3 separate regions of the Oryctolagus cuniculus genome follow, and regions 1 and 3 are each linked to region 2. Evidence: chromatin contacts called from public Hi-C and Micro-C data. All regions are on one chromosome and are shown on one strand. The core of a region is the stretch at or near the end of the contact, and the rest is flanking DNA. Distances in the headings are between cores, read along the strand shown. Region 1 overlaps CDH23 (cadherin related 23). Region 2 holds the start of VSIR (V-set immunoregulatory receptor). Region 3 overlaps CDH23 (cadherin related 23).

Region 1 (4,085 bases), core at 1,000-3,499, 55 kb after region 2:
TGGCGGCCACACACAGAGTGAAGAGTAGAGGCAGCTGCCCAGAGCCAGGTGCCCCTGAGTCCCCTGACTTCTGGGCTCCTTGGGAAACATGAGAGCCTCCTGTCCTGCGTGCACAGAACAGCGTGGGAGACCCCTCCCCTGCCAGCTGGCGGGCAGTGCAGAGATGCCAGCAGCAGAGGGCGCCTCTGCGCTAGGTTTGCAGCGAACCGGGCTCAGGACTCTGCTCTGCTCCCAGCACAATGCACAAGAACGGAAAATCGGGGAGGGGCTCTCAGCAGGTCTCAGGAACCCACCTCCCTACGTGCTGGGAGGGCTCCCTTGTCCTTACTGCTTTGCCCCCGGGGAGACCCCTCGGCTCCTGAACTCCAGAGCTCCCTAGTTCTGAAGTCCCCTCTGCAGCGGCCATGGGAGGAACTACAATGCCTTGAGTGTGGCAGCTGAACCACGTAGTGTGCGAGGAGTCTCCATGCTGCTTGTCCTGGGGTAGTCTCAGGGACCAGACCAGGAGAGATAGGGAGGGAAGGGATCTGAGAAGGAGGGGCCGAGTGCTGGGAAGACACTTTGGTTGCAGCGAGCAGAAACAGGTGTGAACAGGTGCACACATCCTCATACAACATGTGAGCAAGGTGGCTGCAGGTGGATCATGGACAGAGAGAAGACTGAACTGGGCAAATGGCCGAGAGTGTGGGAGAACCTTTCCCGCCTCCCCTGTGTCCTGGTGCCTGTCTGTTGTGTCAGGTCCTGATACTGAGCACTGGTTCTCGTCCAGGAATGCCAGGCACACGGCATGCACACCACCACTTACCAATCCTACCACTGCGCAGACATCACCAATCGATTATGCTCATTTTCCCCTGTTGGGCCAGGCCACCGCCCTACAATCTTCCTCCACTGCCCTACAATCTTCCTCCATGGCTCTACAGGTGGAAGCTACGGGACATCTGGAGCTAAACCCATTCATTTAGGGAGAGCTAAACCATCAGCCTCTAAACCGGTGGGGACTCTCTTCATGAGCAAAGGGTCTCCCAGGGAAGGCCACGGCCACATTCCCCACATTCCTGCAGTCAGTGCTTCCCCGCCCTCACTGCAGGTGGGCTGGAAACCTCATCAGCCTCTCCGCCTGCAACAGCTTCAGGAGGTCCCTAGGGGGCCAGGCCAGAGAGACCTAGCTGCAAACATGGGGGAAGCCGAGCGCAAATCCTCAGGGTGCCACACGCAGGGGCTGGAGCACGAGGTGGGGGCTGCAGCCTCCCTCCCACCCTCACATCTGGGAGGGGCAGGCCAGGGTGAGCGGGGGCAGGGCCGCGGGAGGAGGGGCTCGCTGGGATGAGCGGGGGGGGGGGGGGGGGGGCGGGGGCGGGGCCGCGGGAGGAGGGGCTCGCTGGGATGAGCGGGGGGGGGGGAGCGGGGGCGGGGCCGCGGGAGGGGCGGGGCCGTACCCGTGATGAAGTAGCTGAGCTCAGCGTTGAGGCCAATGTCGTTGTCCGTGCAGTTCAGCCAGACCACCCGGAACTCGCGCGGCACGTCCTCTGACACCGACACGTTGTACACGGCCGGGAAGAAGGTGGGCGTCTCATCGTTTACGTCCAGCACTGCGGGCGGAAGCAGGTGGGGGAGGTGAGCCCGGCTTCCACTCGGGACGAGCAGGAAAGAACTCGCAGGGGAGTCACAGGCTGCAGGTGGCATCTGTGTCAACACCTGGTCCTGAGCCTGGGACCCGCATGCCTGCTGGGGCCAGGACCAAGCTGGCCAGAGGGACACGGCCTCCCGTGGTCATCGGGAGGTGAGAACGTAGGGCCTGGTGACAACGGCGACAGCGGCTCTTCCCGCCCTTCCCACCTGCCAAACCCACGCCAAGTGCTTCCCATGCGGGGCCGCAGTACCCTTCCTGGGGCCCTCACAGGACAGGCACCACCAGGTGCACTGTGCAGACGGGTAGGCGGACGCTCAGGGCCGCTGAGTGACTTGTCCCGGGTCACACGGCCAGACAGTGGAGCGGCTGGGGTCGTTGGGGGGGGTCATGCCCAGGTGCATGTTGGGGTCACACAGAAGGGGACTGACTTTGGGGGTCTGTCTCCCCACAAGGCTAATGCCTTTTAGAGACGTGGTTTCCATGGCACGGCTGCTGCTGAGTCTTGGACAAAGGTCCCGCGACCAGGGTCCTCTCTGCCAGGCTGGGCACGCTCCCTGCCAGTCACCGGTGAAAACCTGGGTCCTCACACTGCCCCCGGGACCCGCGGCAGCCTTGGAGAGCAGGAGAGGGAATGTCCGGCCGGCTCTCTCTGCTCCTCGGGGTCTCGGCTCTCCACTGAGCAGGGCCAGCGTTGGTGCCCGTGTGAGCGGGGAACACTCCCAGGCCCCCGCCTGCACGCCTAGAGCGCAGGCCACGTCTTGCCTGCTAAGCTCGCGCTAATTTCCTCCGTGGTTACTCCTGGCCGTTGGGCAATAGCTCACGTCAGCGTCTTCATTAAAGACACATCCGGAGCGGATGAGACCCAGGGCCAAGAGGACTCTGGGAATTGCAGCTGCCCTCCCGCTGGGCGGGGCTTGCAGTGGAGTCCCGCCCTTCACCCCCACAGGAGGTGGGGCCTCCCAGGAAAATCCCCGCCTTCCGGAGAGGACAAAGGGCACCACCATCTCCCCTGGCTGCTCCACCACCCGTTCTGCTGTTGCTGGTGTCAGGGGCCGGGAGCTTGGCAGTGGTCCCAGTCACTGCCCTCGGGTCCTGGAGGCCGGGTCAGGACCAGGCTCTGCTGTGGGGAGGGGACCAGTGGAGGAGGGGGTCCCCTTAGCGCATGCGTCTGTGCCCACATGACTGCGGGCTCCCCACTCGGCCTGGTGCCGCCCTGGGCAGCCCTGCCGTCTCACCGCGGATGGTGAGCGTGCTGGTGGAGCTCTTGGTGGGCGTGCCCGCGTCGCTGGCCACCACCCGCAGCTGGTACTCGGCGACGCGCTCGCGGTCCAGCTCAGCCGTGGTCACCACCACGCCGCTGCTGCTGTTGAGGAGGAAGTCCAGGCGGGGCATGCCCACCTGCATGCGGTAGGACACCAGCCCGTTCAGGCCCTCGTCCAGGTCGATGGCCACCACCTGAGGGGCAGGAGAGCTGCGTGAGGGGTGACCACACCAGGACTGCCAGGAAGTGCCCCTCCTCCCGGCTGACCCAGCTTGGCTGCAGCCCACACACCTGCCCCTCTGAGCCCCGGCTGGCCACTCCCCCCCCCCCGCCCCCGCCGCCATGTACCCTCCCAGATGCCCCCTAGGGGGCAGCGTGTCAGCGTCCAGCGCCCTCTGGTTCAGATGCAGTGAGCGAGGCTGGGGTTGGCGTGGGAAAGGACCTTTCTGGAACAGAGCCCAGGCCCCCACGGCTTTCTGCCTTTAACCCTGCTCTTTCTCTCAGGGGGCCCTCCAGGATTTATTCCCGCAAGCTCGGGGCCTCCACGCTGTCCAGCTGCCCTGGTCCTCCAGCCCTTGTACAGGTGTATGGAGCACTTCTCACAGCTTCCAGATCCTTCCATTACCTGGAGCTCAACTACGTGATTGCACAGTCAATAGGCTTCCTCTCCTTTGTTCTGATTTGTAAGATAGTGTAAACAGAAAAGTATCAAGGAGGATTTTTGGGGCCGGCGCTGTGGTGTAGCAGGTAAAGCCACCACTTGCAGTGCTGGCATCCCATATGGGTACTGGTTCCAGTCCTGGCTGTTCCACTTCCTATCCAGCTCCCTGCTAATAGCCTGGGAAAGCAGTAGAAGATGGCCCAAGTCCTTGGGCCTCTGCACCTGCGTGGGAGACCTGGAGGAAGCTCCTGGCTCCTGGCTTCAGATCAGCCCAGCTCTGGCCGTTGCAGCAATTGGGGAATGAACCAGTGGATGGAAGACACCTCTCTCTCTCTTTCTCTGCCTCTCCTTCTCTCTTTGTGTAACTCTGATTTTCAAATAAATATATAAATCTTTAAAAAATAATGAAAAAATAATTAAAAGCCACTGCCTGTGATGCCGCCATCCCACGTCAGAGTGTCAGTTCCAGTTCTGCTCCCTGCTTATGTGCCTGGGAAGGCAGAGGGCGATGATCCAAGTGTTTGGGCCCC
Region 2 (4,354 bases), core at 1,027-3,526:
GGGGCTGTACTGTGGTGTAGTGGGTAAAACCGCAGGTGCCTTTACCGGCATCCCATATGGGTGCCAGTTTGAGTGCCGACTGTTCCACGTCCGATCCAGCTCTTTGCTAAAGTTCCTGGGAAAGCAGTGGATGATGACCCAAGTGCTTAGGCCCCTACAGCCGCGGAGGAGACCTGAACGGAGTCCCAGGCTCCTGGCTTCCACTTGGCCCAGCCCTGGCTGTTACGGTCATTTGGGGGAGTGAGTCACCAGATGGAAGCTCTGTGTGTGTGTGTGTGTGTGTGTGTGTAACTCTGCCCTTCAATTAAATAAATAAATGTTAAAAAAAAAAAAAACACCAAGGGCTGCATGAGGGAAGATGTGTTACGTTAACCCTTCTCCAGTGTTTCCACCAGAGTGGAGGGGAAGTGGCACCGAGACCGGGGCACAGCCTGAACTGCGCGTCTCAGGCGTGAGCTACGTAGGGATCTGGCCTCCTTCTTCAAGGTGTCCTCCTGTGTGATTTCATGACAGACAGCTGCAAGGCCCTAACCATGTGAGCAGATGGCTGCCCAGGAAGGCCACCTGGTGTCCCCCGTGGTTCTGCACAGTCCTGGGTGCAGTGACGAGGCCCATGCACGAAGGAGGAGCCCAGCGCTGGGTCCTCCTGGGCTCCCCCGCCTGCCAGCAGGTTCAGAGCTGCCCTGCTGGGAAGGGGTGGAGGTGGTGGCATTTCCCACCTGCAGACTTGCCTCCCCTACTCCCTGGAAGTGGGTCTGAGCGTTCGCGGGCTGCGGGGCTGCCAGGGGTGCTTCTAACGGAGTCGCCACTCGCAGGCGCTCCTGCCCTGCACCCAGACCGGCCCCGCTGTCTCCTGTGGCCCCTGCAGTGAGGAGGAAGTGAGAGGCTGCGAGGCCCTGAGCACGGCCCTTCCCTCCCTGCCTTGGTGATGAGGAAATCGCTGGAGGTTTCAGGACCGTGCCCACACCTTGGGCAATGCCTCTCCTCACTGTGGTGCAAGCCCAGGAGCCTTCGCGGTGGGGAGGAAGGAAGTCAAAGGGATGGGGGAGGTGCCCTGGGGGTTCACCCTGGAGTGACCCCAGGTGGAATGAGCCCAGCGCTCCCTGATCTCACCCCACTTCGGACCTTCCCTGGGTGATCAGCGTGCCCTCTGCCAGGTGGGGTCCCGAGGCCAGGATGGTGACCCAGGACCTGGCTTGTGTGCTGGCAGCCTCCGGGTGCCCAGCCCAGGGGGGCTCCCCGGCTCCAGGGCCACTAGGCCTGCACAAAGTCGCCAGGTGACAACACGAATGCCTACCTGTCCTGTGTGGTGGCCTTCCCTGCCCCAGGAGCCCCCAGGGATCAGGGCCCCCCAGAATTCTGCCTCCCATTCAGTCCCACGCCCCTGGCTCCTCACCCCACTGGCCTCTGGTTGTGCTCTGCTCCTCAGCCAGGGGTCACCCATGAGCTCAAGGTCCCCAAGGAGCCTGGGAACTTCAGCCAGGCTGGAGTCACCAAGTCCAGCACTGGTGTCCTTGCTGTCCCTGGACCCTGCGCCCGGCCACAGTCATCTCCGCCCCTTCAGTCAGTCACGTAGTCAATGCTTACTCACAGCTTTGTCCATCCTGATAAGAAGGCAATAAATACCTTCTCCACGCCACACACACCTGGGAGAGGCTGGCTGTGGTTCCCATCCGGGCGGAGGAGCCCCCGGCGAAAACCAGCAGCCGGCTGGTCCCCAGGCCTGGGGTGGTGGCAGGAGAAGGAGGCCTGGACAGGGCCTTGGGGAGCATCAGGGACTTTGTGCAAGGGAAGGATTCCAGCTGCACCACCATGGATGACAACTTGGAGAAGAGAGAGGAGACCCTGGGGCTGGGGGTGGGGTGGGAGGAGTTAGTGCAACAGCCGAGGTGTTAGAAGGGAGAGAGCCTTGGAAATCCAGGGCTGGTGCTGAGCCCGCGGCGGACCTGGGCTGGGAGCCTGGGGGCCACACCACAGAGGCTGCACACGCACCTGTGTGGGCCCCAGGGGGATGTGCCCAGCCGCTGTGTGCTCCCGCACCTGGCCCTCAGCGTGTGGGTGCGTGTGGGAAGCGAGTCTTGGCCTCCACATCTGTAGTCCAGCAGCTCCACCTTGCTTCTCTCAGCCTCAGAATTCACTCCTGCCTTCACCCATTCCACACCTGGGCGTGATTACCACAAACGAGGCCCCGGGCTGGCTGGAAGCTGTAGCAGCCAAGTGCCGGCCCCCAAACAAACCGGTAACTCTGCTTCTTGGGTGTGCAACTTCGTGATCCTCCACAAAGAAGGCCTGGGTGAGAGGAGCTAGGGCTCCTTTCCGGGACCTTGGGGGACACCTGCGGGCTCCCCTGCTCAGCGGCCGGCGGGAAGTCCCTCCCGCAGCACCGGCCGCGGCCCCTCGGGGGCGCTGCGGAGCCCGGGAGCGGCCAGGCCCCGGCCGCCCGCCGCGCTCACTCGCTCCGCGGGCTCGCTCGCGGGAGGTTCTCCGGGCAGCCGCGTCCCGCCGCTCCCCGCGTAGCCGGAGTCTCCCGCGCGCCTGCCGCTCCACTCTGGTCCCGCCGCGCCACACGACGCCCCGCCCGACGGCGACATGGGCGTCCCCCGGGTCGCGGTCGCCTGCGGCCGGCGCTGGGGCCCCGTGCTCTTTGCTGTCTTCCTGGCTGCGTCCCGAGGTAAGGTCGGCGCGGGGGAAGAGCCCAGCAGGCAGGGTGGGGAACACTGGTGGCTGGGAGGCCCTGAGAGTCCCCCGCTCCCCGCCTGCTGTGGACCCCACCCGCATACTGAAAGCTGCTGGCATGGCAGGGCAGGGTGCAGCTGGGCCGAGGGCAGGGGGCAGCACGCACACCTGTACACCCTGACAGCTGCCCGAGCCACAGGCAGGCCGTCCCTGGTGCCTGCCTGTCCAACCCTCCATGCCCAGGTGCCCCATGCTCAGCAGCTCTGCAGGGCACGGGGTGGGCCGGGGTGGGGCAGCCCCTGTGGGCTCCTGCAGGTGGTAACAGCTCTAGGCAGCTGGGCGACTCCCTGCCCCCTGACTTGGGGCAGCTTCTGGCTGAGCCTTGGTGGGCCCTGCTCCACTCCTGCCATGCATGGTGCTGCCCACCTGGTCACTACTCTGAGTGACAGATCAGCAAGGCCAGCGTGAGGCATGGGTGGGGGAGGAAGGGGTGATGTAGGACAGTCTCCCAACTCAGCCGCGAGTCCCTCTGGATCCCTGGATGATTTAGGGCCTCTCTCTGGCCTCAGCTTCCTCAGCTGAAGCCCCATGCAAGAAGTGCCAGTTTGCTCTCGCACAGTCCACCCTGTCATAGCTCCAGATGGCCTCCTGTCCAGGGCCAGGGCTCCTGGGGGCAGAGGCCCTGGTACCCACAGCCTGGCCCCTGGGTCTTGCATGCCTAGAGCTGAAGAGTCTCTGCATGTCGAGGGGAAACAGAGCCAGCAGGCAGCCTGTGGACCTGAAGATAGTCGGGAGGGCCCAGGGAAAGTGTGAGGCAAGCGGAGAGTTTGGCAGAGCGAGCCGATGGGCAGGTCGGAGGGGGAGGAAGTGGACAGGGCTTGGAAGGTATCTCAGAAACCAGCCAGGTGCCGGCTGGCAGGCTGGGTGTCTGCTAGGGAGGACGGCTGCCCACACCCTGGCTGGGACGATGGAGCAGGGGATGAGGGCAGGCAGGAAGGCCAGCACTGCACCCCCCCAAGGGCCACCTGCCCTGCGCGGTCTTCCCCAGGAGACCCCGTGAGGCTCTTCCTGTTGGCTTGGCCCTTCCCTGACCTCGCTGGGCTGGGCTGCACTTTGTTCAGCAAACTCAGCTGGAGAAACTGAGTTCCAGATACCCAGGGCCCAGGGGCCCGGCTCACAGAACATCCAGGGGCAGGGCGGCCCCGTGAGGGGCTCAGAACCCCTCACCTCCATCACCTGTGTAGCCAGGACCCGTCACTGCCAGCTCCTTGGCCACTCAAACTACTTGGTGCCCCCAAAGGGCCAGCTCTTCCTGGACCTCACTCAGGGGGTAATGAGGGCTCTGTGTGGCTTTCCACTAAAGGGAGTTAGCAGAACGCTAACTCTGCACTCAGTATTCCTAACTGGGTTGCAGGTGCACGCACACATATTCAGTACACTCCTCACTGCAGCCCGCAACACAGGAGGTCGCGCTGGGAGGCCTTGCAGTGAGTGGGGGAGAACACTCCCCAGCCTGCTGAGGCGCAGGGCTGTCCTGGGCAGGACTTCTCAAGGTCAAAGCCTTTTAGACAGGGGAAGGCAGGAGGGAGTAGCTGGAACAGACCCCTTCTCCAGCTCATGGGCTGGGCTGGGCTGGCACCAAAGACCAAGTGTGAGGCGAGCAAGAAGGGCTCATCAG
Region 3 (4,357 bases), core at 23-2,522, 36 kb before region 2:
AGCCCTGGGAGAGGGAGAGGGTTAACCCTCCCCTCCGAGGCCATCGCCCTCCTGCGTTAGGAAGGCCCTGGCCTCACAGGGCCCAGGAGGGATTGCTCCAGGCACCCTGGTGTGGGGCGGGCTTACCTGGATGGGCCCCTCCCGGATGATCTGGCCCAGCTTGGCAATGTTGTCGTATTCCTGGATGGCCGCCCGCAGGTACCGGTCATCGGCAGGCTTGACGGCTGTTGGCTCTCGCCCGAAGGTTCCCTGGGGACAGGGAGCATGGGCTGGAGCTCAGGTAAATGTCACACACAGGGCCGGGACCAGCCCCTAGGGAGGGCTCCTGGAGCTCACGTGTGTGCGGGTGGGGCTGCTCCACAGGTCGGCCATCTCGCTCAGGTTCTCGGGGAGGTCATCCTCGTGCTCAGCCTGGGCCGCCAGCTCCAGGTTCCGGCAGAAGGGGTCCAGCCACACGGGGTTGGCTCTGCAGGTGGGGAGAAGGAGGGGCAGAATCCCTTCCTGCTTCCCTGGCCAACTGCAGAGCCTTCCTGAGGTTCGGGCCGTGGGAAGGAGGCCTCCGGCAGCGGCAGCTGCGGCTGTGTTCTCCCCACCTGGGATCCTGCTAGAACGAGCAGGATCGGCCCTCTGGTGCAGCAGTGGGCCTGGTGCTCCAGTTCTGTGCCCTTGGAACTTGGGCACTGTCAGTGGTGGAGTGAGGGGGTGGTCAGCCCACCAGGGGGTGCTCACATCCCAGGTTCCAGCCAGTCCATGGCATCTCTGCCAATTGGATCCTGGGCAGTGTGAGGGCCCCACTCACCCGTCAAAGGAGTACTTGTTGGTGTTGGGCATGTCCATGATGTCGATGAAGCCGCGATTTCCTGCAGGGACAAGCGTGGGGTGTGGAGGGGAGGGATGCAGCCAGCAGGGGCTGGGGGAGCCTGAGCCGGTCCCTCGGCCATAGCTCTCACCTGCTGAGCCAGCCACGATGGCCTTGAGTTTCCTCTTGTGTCTGGGGAGAAGCAGAGACATGCTGCTGAGGGGGGCCGGGCTCCCCTGCCCACTCCGTGGCTGTCCGGGGTCAGGGGCACTCACACTGTCCGGTAGTACCAGTTCATGAGGATGAAGAGCATGGCCGCCAGGAAGAGGAGGATGGCCAGGACGATGATCGCCATCTGCGGGGACAGCGGGCCTGAGCTGAGTGCAGGATGCCGGGGGCCGGGGAGGGCAGGGCCCGGGGTATTGAGGACAGCAGGCCGGGGCTGAGCCCAGGATGCCGGGGCCAGGGGCCAGGGGCCAGGGAGAGCGGGGCCCGGGGTAGGGAGGACAGCAGGCTGGGGCTGAGCCCGGGATGCCGGGGGCCGGGGAGAGCGGGGCCCGGGGTAGCGGGGACAGCAGGCTGGGGCTGAGCACGGGGTGCCGGGGGCCGGGGAGGGTGGCGCCCAGGGTAGTGGGGACAGCAGGCAGGGCTGAGCGCGGGACGCCAGGGCTGGGGGCCAGTGAGGGCGGCGCCCGGGGTACCTGCAGCGCCGACATGTCGTCGGGCAGCCGCACGGAGATGGCTGGCTGCACGTCCAGCACGTTGTAGTTGCGGAAGAGGTTGCGCAGCTGCTCCTTGTTCTCGTCGATCATCTGGATCACCCTGGGTGCGGGGCAGGGGCCTCAGCTCCCGCCCTCAGCCTGCCCCCGGGGTGGTCCTGCCCCTCTCCTGCCTCAGGCCTCCAGTGCACCCAGAAGCCCTGCCCAGTTCAGACCCACCCGGCTCTGACTTCTTTTATAGGGTCCACGCGGCTCCACCTGGGACCTTGATTCATCCTCACAGGAGGAGGAACGCTCCCATTTTACGGACGGGGAGAGTAAGGCTCAGGGGCATCCCCAAGCCGTGTCCTCTCTCCTGGCCTTGCCCCCTTTGGTGGGGGGCAGAGTAGGCCCTCGTGCCTCCCGGGAAGGGAGGTGGAGAGGTCCCGGCCCAGGCCCCCTACCCACCGGTCCACGCCCAGGATGCGGTTCGTGTCGCGGTTCACCACGTGGATGAGCAGCTCTGTCTGTGCGAAGTTCACCCGGCCCTTCTTGTCCACGTGGAACTAGGCGAGAAGGGGCGTGGGGGGTGGTCACCACAGCAGGGCCCAGGGCGGTGCGGGGCAGTGTGGGGAGCAACTGAGAGCAACTCGGACTAGACTAAGTTACTGGAATTAAGACTTATTCTATGCATCTGCTCTCCCACAATATGGCGCTGGGAGAGGAGGAAACAGCTTCTACACAGCTGCCTCCAGTTCAACCAATAAACAGCAGGACCTGCTCCTGATTGGAGGAGAGCAGCGTACTCGGCGTGTGGGTAGCAGAGTTGGGATTGGTGGAAGAGGACTATAAAGGAGGAGAGAGACAACATGCACCAGGAACACCTGAGGAACATCTGAGCAGCCCCCGAGAGAGCCGGCCGGCAGTGTGCCGCTCCCCCGCGGAAGTGGGGAAAGTGGCAGGGGGAACCGCCCTTCCATGGAGGTGGAAGGGTCGGTAGCCAACCCGGGAAGAACCAGCAGCAAACCAGGGGAGGGCCGAGCAGACAAAAGAACAGCGCAGGGTCCTGTGTCGTTCCTCCGCGAAGAGGGGGAGCGACAGGCAGCTCTCTGCCAGGAGCGCCTCCTACCCACCTCCCAGCCACAGACCCATCACTGCCGATGCCTGCTGCCGTGTGCCGCATAGCTCCACCTCTGCTGGTCCTGGTACTGATTGTTAATCCCATTTTGTGGAGACACAGGAGGCCCAGAGGCCTGGGAGAACCTCCTCACAGCCTCGCTGCTAGGAAGTGACCCCACTTCTCAGGCCCCTGACCTGTCGGCCATGCCCTGTCCCTCCCTAGGGCCTGGCCTCTGCCCCGGGTGGGGGTGGGGAGCAGGGGCACCTGCACGTCGTCAGTGTTGACGATGGCGCCCGTGATGTTGGACAGCAGGCGGATGAACTCCTCCTCGAAGCTGCGCACGCGGTCCGGGATCTCGTTAATGACGATCTTGACGCGCTGCTCATCCCGCAGGATGTAGATGCCGATGACGGCCGTGTCGTTGTGGCCCGCCAGGTCCCGGGCCACGATGTCCACCATGAAGTAGCCAGGGCTGTAGGCCATGAAGAGGTCGAAGGTGCGAAGGATGCCGTCTACACTCCCTGCGGAAGAGCCCAGGGCGGGGCACAGCTGAGGGACAGCCCAGGGATGTTTAGGGGGAGGCGGCACACGCGCCCCAGGGTCTGGCGGGGAGCAGGTGACAGGTGCATGGGAATAGCGCCCCGCCAGGAGGCGGCAGCTTGGGCCGTAGTGCAGGGCGCTGTGCAGATGCGAAATCCCCAAACACTCTGCATGTTCATGCCCGCCCAGGGCTGTAGGGGACCAGTCGGCCCTGGCTCTTACACCCACTTCTGAATTCTGTAGGCATGGCTGCGCACAGACCGACCGAGCTCAAAGCCTGCTCCTGTCTAAGGCAGACCTGGGTGACCTTTACTCAGATAAGAGAGAGTTCAGGAGAGAGAGTGGATCCGGTTGTGTAAATCGAGGAGGTGACGCATGAGCTGGACCTTGAAGGACTGGGGGTGGCCCTCCAGGAAACGAGAGGATCAAGGGTGAGAAGAAGATGGCACGGGGCTTGTGGAAGGAACAGCACGTAGCTCGGTACGGCTGCGCTAGGGGCCATGGAACAGGACCTGGGGTCAGGAGGAAGAGGGAGGGGCCTTGAATGCCAGCCCCAGCGACTACCTGCAGGCAGGGAGGGGTGACGGGGGCGGGTAGGTATTGGGGTGGAAGTAAGTGATGGACACCCCCAGGGCATCTTCTAGCACCACCCCAAAGGCTCAGCATGCCCCAGGCAGGTGCACACGCAGGTGTGCTCCTTGACTCTGGCCTCTGCTTCCATGCTGACACACGGGCAGCGAGATGCAGAAAGGGAGAGACACGGAGAAATGGATGACTGGAGGCCGGCGCCGCGGCTCACTGGGCTAATCCTCCGCCTTGCGGCGCCAGCACACCGGGTTCTAGTCCCGGTAGGGGCGCTGGATTCTGTCCCGGTTGCCCCTCTTCCAGGCCAGCTCTCTGCTGTGGCCAGGGAGTGCAGTGGAGGATGGCCCAAGTGCTTGGGCCCTGCACCCCATGGGAGACCAGGAGAAGCACCTGGCTCCTGCCATCGGATCAGCGCAGTGCGGTGGCCATTGAAGGGTGAACCAACGGCAAAGGAAGACCTTTCTCTCTCTCTCTCTCACTGTCCACTCTGTCAAAAACAAAAAACAAAAAAAACGGATGAATGGACAGCTGGATGGAAGGATGAGAAGTAATGGATGTAAAGCTATTTACACTTCAATAAGACTTCCTATGAAAATAGCAGAGACATACTTTATA

What was found. Hi-C and Micro-C count contacts between places; a contact is called where the count stands out from the background.
Region 1: a Micro-C map of ear pinna shows a contact between it and region 2, with 3 times the contacts expected there. The contact joins the enhancer-like site here to the promoter of VSIR in region 2. A contact is called at or near these places in 4 of 6 Hi-C or Micro-C datasets (ear pinna, psoas muscle, skin fibroblasts and 1 more).
Region 3: a Hi-C map of an unstated tissue shows a contact between it and region 2, with 2.4 times the contacts expected there. The contact joins the enhancer-like site here to the promoter of VSIR in region 2. A contact is called at or near these places in 2 of 6 Hi-C or Micro-C datasets (psoas muscle and an unstated tissue).

Annotation. Positions count from the first base shown.
Region 1 is chr15:62,959,050-62,963,134 of mOryCun1.1, reverse strand. It overlaps CDH23 (cadherin related 23), which reads right to left. Exons shown (of 68, transcript XM_051823796.2): 24 at 2,869-3,088; 25 at 1,440-1,592. Among named protein-coding and RNA genes, the nearest start is that of C15H10orf105, 13 kb to the left of the region's middle. Within about 2 kb of position 2,249, at least 2 of the 8 cell types and tissues checked have an H3K27ac peak or open chromatin away from gene starts, as enhancers often do. A contact at or near this core is called in ear pinna, where this site is marked.
Region 2 is chr15:63,014,124-63,018,477 of mOryCun1.1, reverse strand. It overlaps VSIR (V-set immunoregulatory receptor), which reads left to right and starts at 2,276. Exons shown (of 7, transcript XM_070057799.1): 1 at 2,276-2,671. The coding sequence starts at 2,590. The region is part of intron 36 of CDH23 (cadherin related 23); the gene reads right to left.
Region 3 is chr15:63,048,931-63,053,287 of mOryCun1.1, reverse strand. It overlaps CDH23 (cadherin related 23), which reads right to left. Exons shown (of 68, transcript XM_051823796.2): 59 at 2,882-3,138; 60 at 1,966-2,063; 61 at 1,501-1,621; 62 at 1,075-1,154; 63 at 951-991; 64 at 800-860; 65 at 337-466; 66 at 127-249; 67 at 1-4. Among named protein-coding and RNA genes, the nearest start is that of PSAP, 30 kb to the left of the region's middle. Within about 2 kb of position 1,272, at least 1 of the 8 cell types and tissues checked has an H3K27ac peak or open chromatin away from gene starts, as enhancers often do.